Linked DNA regions of Zea mays: region 1 is linked to region 2. A link is a contact called in public Hi-C data. All regions are on one chromosome and are shown on one strand. Each heading gives the region's core, a stretch centred on a gene start, on an enhancer-like site or on the middle of the called end of the contact. The rest is flanking DNA. Distances are from core to core; before and after follow the strand shown.

Region 1 (6,835 bases), core at 2,852-5,351, 150 kb before region 2:
ATTCTTTCTTACTCTTAGCAAAGCCCTCCTTCAGCCACTTCACTGTCAGCATGTACCCGTTATCAAGTGTAGCCTTGTAGGATGTCCCATGGCAGCTCCTGCCAATTATCTCAGCAGGGGCACAAGAGAGCTCTTCAGCCGTGAACACAACTGAATTGTCGAAAAGATGTAAATCCCCAACCAGTTTATCAGGAGAGTGCACTCTAAGGATAGAGTGATGATGCTGGGAGCGTGCATCAGGAGGCGACGATGATAAAGAAGGCATCGAAGACTTTGTGCTGTCTTTACGGGCTGAGCTACTACCTGCTGGTTCGTTGAAATAAGCAGCATCAATTGGCGCATCTTGGGCTTCATGTCGTCTTTCCTTGCCAGGCAATGAAACAGCTCCATACTCTGCAGAAGGTGACGATTCTAATGCTACATCATGCATTTCAGTTGTTGAAATTTCTGCACTTCTCTGAGCACTCTGGACTTGACCCACATGTTTACCTTGGCCAGTACCTTTTTCCCTACTTTTCCAGCTACTGATCTTCCAATGAACAAGCAAAAGCGCAATAATCCCAGTAACAAATACAACAACACAGATAATCAATGCATATAGAATCCCACGCTTCAAGCCGTGTCTTGCCTCATCTGATTTGTCAGAACCATTTAATGATTCAGAGCGAGGAAGAACGAGCAATTCGTTCCCTGGATGGAAAGATGAATCTGGGAATTTCAGTAAATTACTTGGAACAGAGCCAGACAGGTAGTTGTAGGAAACATTAAATTCGACCAGATCATCAGGGAGGCCATCAGGTATGCTACCATTGAAATTGTTGCTTGATAAGTCAATGTATAAGAGATTCTTAAGTTTGGTGATTGTTCTTGGGATTTCGCCAGTAAAGTTGTTCTGACGAAGGTTCAGCAATGTCAACGCGCTCAAATCACCAATGCCCATAGGCAGTGAGCCGTGCAAAAAATTGCTTGAAAGATCAACATAGGAGAGGTTTGAAGTTTGCACAGGAAGAATGGACAAGTCTATAGAAGTCGAGTTCTTGGTATCGGAATTTCGAAGGGGGAGAGTCCCTGTAAAACTGTTGCCTGAAAGATTAAGAAAAGTCAGCTTAACCGCTGTAAACAGATTTCCAGGCAAAGGTCCATGCAGCTGATTAATACTGAGGTCAATGAAAATCAGCTCTGGATAGGTTCCAAGGACAATTGGCAGTTCTCCTGATAGCAAGTTGTTGGAAATCCTCAAAGATGTCAGCCTTAAAAACTGGGTTGTCTCATTTGGCCAACTTCCTGTTAATCTGTTTGAGCTCAAATCAACCATCTGGAGATAATTTCCCCATGTTCGGGCAACTGATAAGTTCCCATACAGCATGTTTCCACTCAAATCAACTACTGAACAGCTTCCAAATGTGATCGGTAAAGTTCCCTGAAGATTATTGTGTGACAGGTTCAAGTACTTCAAGTTTGTTGATGTCACACGTCTAATTGGACCTGTGTAAGAAAAAAGGGGACACAGTAAAAAGAAGCAATCAGCATTATTATTATTAAATGGTACACATTGTATAAATGATTAAATAGCACACATGCCTGTGCCAAATTAGGCAAGAAATGTTTTACTGATCTAAATTAATTCTCATTCAAATGAAAAAAGTTTACGGATCTTGCAAACTGTCTTATTGAAACTTCCAATCAACATCTCCAAAAAATGCAATCAACAAGGTACCACACAGGGGAATTTTTGTCGAGAACCTAAATTTCCTATTGCCATTTTCCTAATTCATTTATTATGCTATAGCTGGGAATGACTAAACTTGATCAGCAAATATATTCTTAGAAGGGCAGGCCTGTTACAGCGGTGAGAGCTATCTCGGTGAGTCACCACATCACAGTTCAAAGCAACCTCTCTGTACCTGCGGAGGGAAGCCTTTGCCTCGGTTTATCTCTTTGCCGGACCCCACTCACATGGGAGCCTCCGGCACTAGGCCTGTATTTTTTCACTGTCATTGATCTAAGTAATAGTAGTATAAAATATGACAACTAGCTCAGAAACATAGCTTTAGCTGTGCACATTGGATGACTCAAAATTGAACAATCAGTAACAGAAAATGTATCTTCGGATATAATCGCAATTAGTATACCAGTAGCTGGTAAATTAGAGGTAGAAACTTTTGCGGTGACTTCAGAAGAAGGAAATTAGCAATTTTGCTTCATGCATAATAGGTAATCCACATTTCTTGTATGCTTTAAAATTGCATGTATTGTTTACTAAAAAAAGAGAAAGGTATACCACAAATGTGAAAAAGAAGATGGTGCCAGGTCAATGATTTAATAACGTCAATCTTTTACACGTGGTGAGAGCAAGCCTCGTGCAATGATGAGAGATGTCTCAATATATCACTAGATCGCGGATTCGAAGCAGCCTCTCCGTATTTACAGAGAAAAACTTGCCTCGGTTTATCCCTTTTCGAGACCCATGCGGGAGCCTCCGGCACTGGCCTGCCCAATCTTTTACATGTATCTCATTATAATATGCTAGTTTAAGCATTAGGAAAATGTTATGGGCAAAGAAACATGCGTAAGAGCGAGCTGAATGCAATGTTTAAGATAAGCATGAGGCTGAGTAGGAAAATTTTCTGACCTGTAAGTTGGTTGCAACTAAGGTCAAGTTCAGTCAGCACCATAGACGTCTCCCTAAAGAATGCTTCTGGGATGGAGCCAGAAAAATTATTGTTCTGCAGGCGCAGCACCTTGAGGGAGATGACAAAATTAAACTGCGGGATGTTGCCACTGAGCATATTAAAACTCGCATCAAAAATCTCAAGGCTGTCGAACAAAGGCATCGGAACACTGTCAAACAATGTCCCTGACAGCACATTGTGGCTAACATTCAAGTACTGAAGCGTGCTAACCACAGATGAGTTGTCAGAGATCGATGCCAAGGACCCCGAGAACTGGTTGCAGCTTAAATCAACATGGACTGGGCTCTGCAGCTGCGCGAATACGTCGTCCAATTTGCCAGTGAAGCCATTGTCATGAAGGTCCAAGTACTTCAATTTCCTCAAGTTCCGGAAACCCAACGGCAATGCGCCACGAAAACCATTGGAAGAGAGATTGAGATAGCCCAAACCTGCCAGCTTAGTCAACTCAGACGGAATTGAACCGGAGAACCTGTTGTTGGACAGATCCAGCAACTGCAACGACGCCATCGACCCCAGCTCACCCGGCAAGAACCCTTCTAGCTTGTTGTCTGACAGGGACAAGTTCCGGAGCACCGGCATCCTCGCTAGCACCGACAAGCTAGCATTTCCAACGAGACCAATGCCGTCGAACGCAATGGAAAGAATCTGCCCGCCGATGCACTGCACGCCGTGCCAATCAACGGGGCAGTCGTCGGAGTCCAGCGCGCTGGTGGGGTTCCAGGGAATGGCCTGGCGGCGGGACGGGTCTTGCCGGATGCCTCGGGAGAACTCCAGCAGTGCCTCCATGTCTGAACCAGCCCCCGCCGAGGCAGCGGAGCACACGGCCCAGATCGAGAGCCACAACAAGATGAGCCGCATCGCAAGATCCTGCTGTGCAGCCAGGCAATTGAAGCAATGCTCATGCAAATGGGATGGATTTTTCGAGATACGGAGCTTAAGATGAAAAAGGCAGTAGGGTAGGGTTTAAGCTCCCTTGGAACCGAGAAAGGGGATTAAGGATGAAAGGTTTGAGGATTTTTTCAGTATGAAAAGCAGAGAAATCAGGAAGGACGGGGCCAAGAACCGAGACACGAAGAAATGGACACCGCCGCAGTGTGAGCAGTGGCCTGCTCCAATTTTGTCATCCAAGAACCATAGTGCTGGTTGCTTCGTCCAAGCGAGCTAGGATTACTGACCAACAACGCGACGAGATGGCCTTGACGGATCTCCACCCCGACTAGACCCGAGAGAAAAGCGTTAGCCGTCGGGTGGAGGATTTGGCGGCGGCGATGCGTCACAGCTTCCCTGTGCTGGAGCGAATGCGCTCCACGGAGCAAGAGGGGAATGCAGGCTGCTCCATTTGGGAGTACGATGAGCAGCAGCGGCAATGGCGCGCGTGTGTGTGGAGACTGGAGGGAGTGGCCGAGTGGTTGAGGGCTGAGGCCGTGATGGATGGGTGTAGTCGGACTATACCGCACCAGTGCGACTGTGCGAGCCAGCAAGTAGCGGCCTAGCATGGGAAACGGGAAACGGAACGGATTCACTCATTCACATCAAACCGAATCCAGATGTCATTTGTTTATTATATTTTTAATTCGAATATAAATAAGAAAGTGAATATACATGTTTTTAAATATTAGTACAAAACGAATATTTTGGATTTAATTCAGATATTAAGTCAATTTATAAAGCATATATTGTTAAATAAATAAAGTACTAACGTTATTTACAACAATAAATATATTATATGTAAACTAACTAAAAGTAATAATATTCATCTAATCTTCATGTATCATTAATAATTTTAAATTTAAATTAATATCGAAATTTACCTATATATGTGCTATTAGGCTATCTCCATAGGATCCACGATCACATCCCCTATTTCTTTTTTTTTCTTTTTTTGAAAGGGAAGGATTTTTATTCATTCAAGAACAGTACATCGAGATGATACGAGCCCTTGAAAGTCACTTTCGGCCTGTGCCCATAAGAGCACACAGCCCAACGAAATCTAAAAACACACACTAGTGGCTATCACTCCGAAGACTAGACCGCCAATCATGCTCCTGGGAAAAAAACTCCTTGGCCACTTGAGTCAAATGTTGTGTTGGGGGCCTTCGGCTTCCGAAGGTCCTCAAAAACGTGATTTAACAATGTTTCTGGAATATAATACATGAGCAGGTACCTTCGGACACGAACCCTCCGGACAAGTCAAAATTGTTGTATGAAGAAACGCAAAGAGAACGAAGGATGGAACAGAGCCGAAGCTGTGCGCAAGGAAGCTTCGGCATGATGGCAGAAAAGAGGAAACTGAAAGTCGCCTAGAGGGGGGTGAATAGGGCGAATCTGAAATTTACAAACTTAATCACAACTACAAGTCGGGTTAGCGTTAGAAGTATAAACGAGTCCGAGAGAGGGCGTGAAAACAAATCGCAAGCGAATAAAGAGTGAGACACGAGGATTTGTTTTACCGAGGTTCGGTTCTTGCAAACCTACTCCCCGTTGAGGTGGTCACAAAGACCGGGTCTCTTTCAACCCTTTTCCCTCTCTCAAACGGACACTTAGACCGAGTGAGCTTCTCTTCTCAATCAATCGGAACACAAAGTTCCCGCAAGGACCACCACACAATTGGTGTCTCTTGCCTCAATTACAAATGAGATGATCGCAAGAAAGAATGAGAGAAAGAAGCAATCCAAGCGCAATAGCTCAAAAGAACACAACAAATCTCTCTCTCTAATCACTAGAGCTTTGTGGAGTTGGGAGAGGATTTGATCTATTTGGTTGTGTCTAAAATTGAATGCTAGAGCTCTTGTAAGTAGTTGGAAGGTGGAAAACTTGGATGACTTGAATGTGGGGATGGTTGGGGTATTTATAGCCCCAACCACCAAACTTGACCGTTGGTGAAGGCTGAAGTCGACGGGCGCACCGGACAGTCCGGTGCACCACCGAACACTGTCTGGTGCGCCAGCCACGTCACCAGGCCGTTGGGTTCCGACCGTTGGAGCTCTGACTTGTGGGCCCGCCTGGCTGTCCGGTGGTGCACCGGACAGGCCCTGTAGGCTGTCCGGTGTGCCACCCGCGCGTGCTCTGCTCCTCTGCGCGCACAGGCGCGCATTTAATGCGTTGCAGTCGACCGTTGCGCGCGAAGTAGTTGTTGCTCCGTTGTCACACCGGACAGTCCGGTGACTCATCGGACAGTCCGGTGAATTATAGCGGAGCGGATTCCCGAAGCTGGCGAGTTCCGAGTTGCTCTCCCTTGGGACACCGGACAGTCCGGTGAATTATAGCGGAGCGCCTCTGTCACACCCGGGTTTTAGGGGTCCAAAGTCCGGGCGCGAACATAATCACCAGGTGTGCTGGGACCAAGTCTCACACATATGATGAATCATGGCACAGGATCGAATGTCACATCTTTACTATATAATCGGAGTTCTATACAAAATAAATAAATAATTACATTAAAAGGAGACAACGGTCCAGCAACCCAAAGTTGACTGGGAGACGACGGTCTAGACCACTCACGAACTCATCACAGCATCCTCCAAGCGCCTCATCCTGCGGTACCTGTTCTTGACCTGTGGGGGTGTGAGACAGCAAGAGTGAGCTCACATACGTTCATCGCTCAACAAGTTGTGGGGAATCATGTGCATGAACTCGCCAAAGGTGGGAGCTCACGTGAAGTGTAAGGCTTACCAAAGAGGATGGTTAGAGCTGAGCATTGCTTTTAAAGTTGGTCAAAACTTTATTAGCAGTTACTAAGTATAAGTAAATACCAACCCAATTAAGTAGTAGAACAAAAGTAACAACATCACCTGCGATGCAATGCATATGACAAATTGAATTTAAGTTCCATAAATTAATCATGTGAGGGTCCGAGCTGCTCATGACCGTGAGCACGGCTAGTATACCAGTTTTACACTCTGCAGAGGTTGCGCATCTTTACCCACAAGTCATATTACCCATCTGCCCAGGGATCGCGACTTCCCATACACCTCTACCGAGGAGGCGAGGCAGGATAACACTATGAGGCCTTTACAAAGTTCCACTAGCTTCATAAAACCCGCTACAGTTTATAGTAAGCTCCAATGCAGGGTTCTTGCCTGACCGCCATCGCAGCAAAATCAACCAAGGACCTCCCTACACTGACCACTCCCCTACTGCCC
Region 2 (7,365 bases), core at 4,005-6,504:
GGCCGATCCTACTTTATTCACTAAAACTCTTGACAATGATTTGTTTGTATGCCAAATTTATGTTGATGATATCATCTTTGGGTCTACTAACGAATCTACATGTGAAGAATTTAGTAGGATCATGACACGGAAATTCGAGATGTCTATGATGGGAGAGTTGAAGTATTTTCTAGGATTCCAAGTCAAGCAACTCCAAGAGGGCACCTTCATTAGCCAAACAAAGTACACTCAAGATATTCTATCCAAGTTTGGAATGAAGGATGCCAAGCCCATCAAGACACCCATGGGAACAAATGGACATCTCGACCTCGACACGGGAGGTAAGTCCGTGGATCAAAAGGTATACCGGTCGATGATTGGTTCATTGCTTTATTTATGTGCATCTCGACCGGATATTATGCTTTCCGTTTGCATGTGTGCAAGATTCCAATCCGACCCTAAGGAATCCCACCTTACGGCCGTAAAACGAATCTTGAGATACTTGGCTTATACTCCTAAGTTTGGGCTTTGGTATCCTCGGGGATCCACATTTGATTTGATTAGTTATTCAGATGCGATTGGGCAGGGTGTAAGATAAATATGAAGAGCACATCGGGGACTTGCCAATTCTTGGGAAGATCCTTGGTGTCTTGGGCTTCAAAGAAGCAAAATTCGGTCGCTCTTTCTACCGCCGAAGCCGAGTATATTGTCGCAGGCCATTGTTGCGCGCAATTGCTTTGGATGAGGCAAACCCTGCGGGACTATGGTTACAAATTAACCAAAGTTCCTCTTCTATGTGATAATGAGAGTGCAATCCGTATGGCGTATAATCCCGTTGAGCATAGCCGCACTAAACACATAGCCATTCGGTATCATTTTCTTAGGGATCACCAACAAAAGGGGAATATCGAGATTTCATACATCAATACTAAAGATCAATTAGCCGATATTTTTACCAAGGCACTTGATGAACAATCTTTTACCAAACTTAGGCATGAGCTCAATATTCTTGATTCTAGGAATTTCTTTTGCTAAACTTGCACACATAGCTCATAAGTATACCTTTGATCATACCTCTTTTATATATGCTATGACTAATGTGTTTTCAAGTGTATTTCAAACCAAGTCATAGGTATATTGAAAGGGAATTGAAGTCTTCGGCGAAGACAAAGGCTTCCACTCCACTCTACTACTCATCCTTCGTCGTCGTTTCACTTCACTCTCCATCTTTGGTATACTCTTCACTTATATGTTTTATTTGCCAAAGGGGAGAAAGTAGTTAGAAGATGGGCTCTAATGATTCCGTTTTTGGCGATTCATGCCAAAGGGGGAGAAAATATGAGCCCAAAGCAAAAGGACCGCACCACCATCCTAATCTTTTTGGTAATGATTTTCAATTGGTAAATTTCAAATTGGTATCTCTTTGTGTTCAAAAGGGGGAGCAAGTAATATTTTCAAAACTTTATATCTTAAAACCCTCTTGAACACTAAGAGGAGAATTGATTAAGGGGGAGTTTTTGTTTTAGTCAAGGAAAAGCATTTTAAAACAAAGGGAGAAAATTTCAAACTTGAAAATGCTTCGCAAAAATCTTACTCATTTACCTTTGACTATCTTGCAAAATGACTTTGAAAAGAATTTACAAAAGAATTTGCAAAAACAAAACTTGTGGTGCAAGCGTGATCCAAAATGTTAAAAATAAAGAAACAATCCATGCATATCTAGTAAGTGATATTTATTGGCTCAATTCCAAGCAACCTTTGCACTTACATTATGCAAACTAGTTCAATTATGCACTTCTATATTTGCTTTGGTTTGTGTTGGCATCAATCACCAAAAAGGGGGAGATTGAAAGGGAATTAGGCTTACACCTAGTTCCTAAATAATTTTGGTGGTTGAATTGCCCAACACAAATAATTGGACTAACTAGTTTGCTCTAGTGTATAAGTTATACAGGTGCCAAAGGTTCACACTCAGCCAATAAAAAGACCAAGTATTGGGTTCGACAAAAGAGCAAAGGGACAACCGAAGGCACCTCTGGTCTGGCGCACCGGACTGTCCGGTGCACCACCGGACATGTCCGGTGCACCAGAGGACTCCAAACTCAAACTCGTCACCTTCGGGAAAATCCAGAGGCGACTCCGCTATAATTCACCGGACTATCCGGTGTACACCGGACTGTCCGGTGCTTCAAAGGAGAGCGGCCTCAGGAACTCGCCAGCCTCAGGAATTCATTTGGGCTGCTTCGCTATAATTCACCGGACTGTCCGGTGTACACCGGACTGTCCGGTGCAACAGCGGGACAACGATTACTTCAGGCGCCAACGGCTACCTGCGGTGCATTTAATGCGCGCCAGCGCGCAGTGGTCAGGCACGCCCATGCTGGCGCACCGGACACTCTACAGTACATGTCCGGTGCGCCACCGGACATCCAGGCGGGCCTAGAAGTCAGAGCTCCAACGGTCGGAACCCAACGGCTTTGGTGACGTGGCTGGCGCACCGGACTGTCCGGTGCACCATCGAACAGACAGCCTCCACCAAACGGCTAGTTTGGTGGTTGGGGCTATAAATACCCCCAACCACCCCACATTCAAGACATCCAAGTTTTCCACTTCTCAACCACTTACAAGAGCTAGGCATTCAATTCTAGACACACTCAAGTGATCAAATCCTCTCCAATTCCACACAAGGCTTTAGTGATTAGCGAGAGAGATTTGCCGTGTTCTTTTGAGCTCTTGCGCTTGGATTGCTTCTTTCTTTCTCATTTGTTCTTGTGATCATAAACTCATTTGTAACCAAGGCAAGAGACACCAATTGTGTGGTGGTCCTTGCGGGGAAGTTTTATTCCCGGGTTGATTTGAGAAGAGAAGCTCACTCAGTCCGAGGGACCGTTTGAGAGAGGGAAAGGGTTGAAAAAGACCCGGCCTTTTGTGGCCTCCTCAACGGGGAGTAGGTTTGAGAGAACCGAACCTCGGTAAAACAAATCCGCGTGTCTCACTTCACTATTCGCTTGCGATTTGTTTTGCACCCTCTCTCGCGCACTCTATTATATTTCTAACGCTAACCCGGCTTGTAGTTGTGATTATTTTTGAGAATTTCAGTTTCGCCCTATTCACCCCCCTCTAGGCGACTTTCACCCAAGGCTCGGACTCAGCCCTGGCCTCAGCCGACGGTCTCCGCCTCGCCCGACCCGGGGCTCGGACTCGACCTCGACCTCGGAAGACAGACTCGACCTCGACCTCGGAGGAGCCTCCGCCTCGCCCGACCCAGGGCTCGGACCGACCACGTCACAGGGGGGCCATCATTACCCTACCCCTATCTAGCTCAGGCTATGGGGAACAAGACCGGCGTCCCATCTGGCTCGCCCCAGTAAACAAGTAATGATGGCGCCCCGCGTGCTCCATGACGGCGGCGGCTCTCAGCCCCTTACGGAAGCAAGGAGACGTCAGCAAGGACTCGACAGCCCCGACAGCTGTCCTTCCGCAAGGCTCCAGCGCTCCTCCGACGACCACGACATCACATGAACAGGGTGCCAAGACCTCTCCGGCTGCCACGACGGCATGTACTTAGGGCGCTAGCTCCTCTCTGCTAGACACGTTAGCACATTGCTACACTCCCCATTGTACACCTGGACCCTCTCCTTACGCCTATAAAAGGAAGGTCCAGGGCTCTCTTACGGGGAGGTTGGCCACGCGGGGAGGACGGGACGGCGCGTGCAGGCCTCTCGCTCCCTCCCACGCGGACGCTTGTAACCCCCTACTGCAAGCGCACCCGACCTGGGCGCAGGACAAACACGAAGGCCGCGGGTTTCCCCTTTACGCCTGTCTCCTTGTTTCCCCCCTCCGTGCTCCGTCTCGCGCCGACCCATCTGGGCTGGGACACGCGGCGACAATTTACTCGTCGGTCCAGGGACCCCCCGGGGTCGAAACGCAGACACCATCCTGCTTCGTTTCTCTCTCCTCTCATGCCTCCGCCTCTGCGCCATCCTATTCTTGCCATAGGGCGTGGGAGCAGGCGTCTTCTTCCCGTATTCGTCTGACACCAACCTCGACATCGACCCGCGCAATGCTATTGCACGAGGCATGAGAACGTTTCATAGCATGCACGCACCATCGTTTTCGTCGTCGTCAAACGTCCCGTTCGTCTTCTCGATCTTCGCCTTGTTCTTCCTCCCCAATCTGCTGCCCCTGCCCATGGTCGCAGACGCGACCTAACCGAAATTAAGTCTAGGAATGATTCCAGACTATCAAAACTTATACAAATTAAGTATCCCTTGTCGAAATGGTTCCATATGACGGTTCCTGAACTGGAAATGTCAATGCATCAGGTTTAGACATCCCATACTCATTCCTATGAAATTATACATATCTCCATCCCCATACCCACCATGGGTATATGATTCATCTCATCCCCATTCCTATTCTAGTATCGGGTCTCTAATGGGTCTCCATTCCCGACAAAAAACATGACCATATTTTATTTTATATGATATTAACACCAACACGATACCCAATTACAATACATCATAAATAAATATAACATTTAACAAAAAATATTGTTTGACGGATGGGCGGAGTGAACGATGGCTAGTCGTTTGGTTGGGTGATGCGTGCTTAAAAGGGTTGGGAGAGTTAGAGTTAGTGTCTATTAAAATGTACACGTACACAATTCATCAATCATTAATTTAACTCATAGTTATTAGACACCACACAAACCTATAACATATTTATTAATTGTTACATAAATGATATGCATATAGTTTTATTTGCTAAAATGTGATAGCGTGTTCGTTAACGAACCGAGTTAGCCCTGTTTTAATCTCAAGAGATAAACTTTAGCAGCTTTTTTAGCTGTTTTTAGCCATTTGATGATCTAAACATGAGAGCTAATAGTGGTGTGATAAAATTTAGCACTCATTATCTTATAAGCTGCTCAAGGGGTGCTAAAAGTAGTTAAACGTGGGCCAGTGAACCCCATTTTGATACCATCTAATCTCATTCTCTCTCTGCATTAGGGGCATGAGTGTCTTTTTTGTTCCAATATGCTAAATTTTGTTAGAGTAGTTCAAAAACCTTAATAAGCTAAACTTTAGCACTTTAATTCATATGGCTAAAGTTTAGCGGGAAGCTAAAGTTTATCCGATGAGATTGAAATGTGGCTTAGAATGTAAGCTCAGTTTATAAAAAAATTCATACGGGTGGATTCGAGCCAAACCGAGCTAACTAAGAATCGAAGTAGCTGACAAGCATTTCGTCCCGCTTTGACAGGTATGTCCTAATTCCTAAACAAACGAACGCATTCTCCTCCCAAACCACCAGACATATTGCAGTCTGCCGTAGAAGTGAAAGGGTTTGGTGAAAAATTCCGGCCGCCTCAGCGTCGCGAGGTGGGGGACGAGACGAAGCCAGAGCGCCCCAAACCCAAACCCCAGAACCCCGACATAGGGTTACGCCATCGCCATGGGATCTGTTGCCTCCGCAGCAGCGCCACCTTCTCCTCACTCAGCGCTACCCCAGGAGGGCGCGCCGCCCTATGGCCCCGGGCTCGCCGGGATCCTCCCGCAGACGTCAGTGGGAGAGGAGAAGAAGGAGGAGAAGGTGGACTACCTCAACCTCCTCTGCCCCGTGCCCTTCGAGGAGATCCAGCGCGAGGCTCTCAGTTTGTCCCCTTACCCGTCCAGTTTTAACTCCATAACCAGCTAGTGCGTGTGCAGTGCTGCGGCATTGTGTAGTTTTCACTCGGTATGCGCTGCCACGTGGTTGGTGAGACCCGTGGTAGAATTGGTTGGTCGACGGAGATTGAATTTCTCGATATGGATCAAGTTCTAGGCTGCTGCTTTAGTTTTACGGGGGTTCATAGTTGGATCTGAAAATTATGGTGCTTAGTTGATTGTCATTATTACACAGCATTGATAGATGTGTCTTAGGAATTGCTTGGCCATTTGTGTATGACACAAGTATCTTTTGCACACAGTGCCCACAGTGCAGCACATTAACTGATACTGCAGATGTAGTTTTTGCTCTAAAGCATTTGATTCCACTACACTTGCTGTCTCTAGGATTTGGTATTTGTTTAATTATTTCTTTAACATTGATATCTTGTCACAAATACCAATTATTCATATGCATTGTGCCTCTATCCAGATGACTTATGACTTGTTTATTCAGTTTACCAGCTCACTGCCCATGTTTTTTATGCACATTCCATAAATTGTAAGAAAATATTCTTGATGCTTCTTTAGGCCTCCACTCATGGCACAAATTGTAGTATCTGAACACACATCTTAACACATTCCATACATCCCACATGTACATCAATTATTGCCCTTAAGACGTACACTAGATCGACCCTATGCACACATATACCTGCTGGAGAGGTTCACGAAGCCCTGGTTTGAAATACGGGCCCGTTGCTGTCCCATCATGGCCCAAAGGCGCTGGAGGTTTATCTGGAAATTAATTTGGCGGCATGCCATGATGAGACACCCATCAAACAATCCTGAGTATCGAAGATTCAACCCGAGTTTTGGCGCAAAAATCCTAGAGGCTGATCTAGAAATTGTTATGGGGGCATGCCACGATGAAACACCTTTCAAACAATCCTGATGATTTGAACTCAAGTGAGCAGCTTACCTCACATGCCATGTTACCCAGCTACGAGCCCATTCTCATTTAGTTTGATACTTGATATGACCTTTTAAGTTTTAATATACTAAGGGAATGGCATTCTATTATTAGTTAGCTGGTTATAGAAAACACAATTTAGGCGAAGGGGTAATCTGTTTTCTTGTGTCCATGTGCAAACTGCTTTGCTCTTTAGTTCTTACCCATGAGCTTTTATGCACATCTTTAGTGCCTAAGATCTTTTCAGACTTCTTATAGGTTTTGATGTGCATGACAACTTGCTTGGTTCCTACTCCTACCTTATAAATATTTGGCAATGGGCATTGCTCAGTATACTTTGATAACTGACAAATGACTATAAATATAGTTTGATCCCATAAGCTGCCTTTCTGTTTTTTTCCAGCTCCAATAAAATCTTCAGCATTTCTTTCATAGCCTTAGTCAAGTTCAACTGTTTAAGTAGTCTCCATCAAATATTGTTCTATCAGAAAGAGATGAGAAGTACTGGAAGACAAATGTTATGGTTGAATAGAATGATTGAACTGTAGTAATGTTCAAAATTTAGATTACAATAATAGAATGTCATTTTGAAATTTTTATCCACTTGTTGAGTTCCCTTTCAATTAACTGGGGGTGAGGGATATATGCTCTGTGTAGTTTATTATTTTTTGTGTATGACCAAAGCAATAGCAAACCTAAATGGTCCAATTGATGTTCTGTTTTTTGGTGCATGCACACTACTGTATAACTTTAGGGCCTGTTTGT

The links. Hi-C and Micro-C count contacts between places; a contact is called where the count stands out from the background.
Region 1: a contact with region 2 is called in a Hi-C map of leaf, with 4 times the contacts expected there. The contact joins the promoter of LOC103639191 here to the promoter of LOC100282275 in region 2. A contact is called at or near these places in 4 of 25 Hi-C or Micro-C datasets (ear, leaf and tassel).

The regions. Positions count from the first base shown.
Region 1 is chr9:139,486,378-139,493,212 of Zm-B73-REFERENCE-NAM-5.0, reverse strand. LOC103639191 (probable inactive receptor kinase) reads right to left here and starts at 4,101. Exons shown (of 3, transcript NM_001364724.1): 1 at 2,633-4,101; 2 at 1-1,485. The coding sequence starts at 3,551. It overlaps LOC100304416 (a long non-coding RNA gene), which reads left to right and starts at 146. Exons shown (of 2, transcript NR_157290.1): 1 at 146-402; 2 at 499-1,658.
Region 2 is chr9:139,339,333-139,346,697 of Zm-B73-REFERENCE-NAM-5.0, reverse strand. It overlaps LOC100282275 (mitochondrial import receptor subunit TOM40), which reads left to right and starts at 5,254. Exons shown (of 11, transcript NM_001155187.2): 1 at 5,254-5,635. The coding sequence starts at 5,437.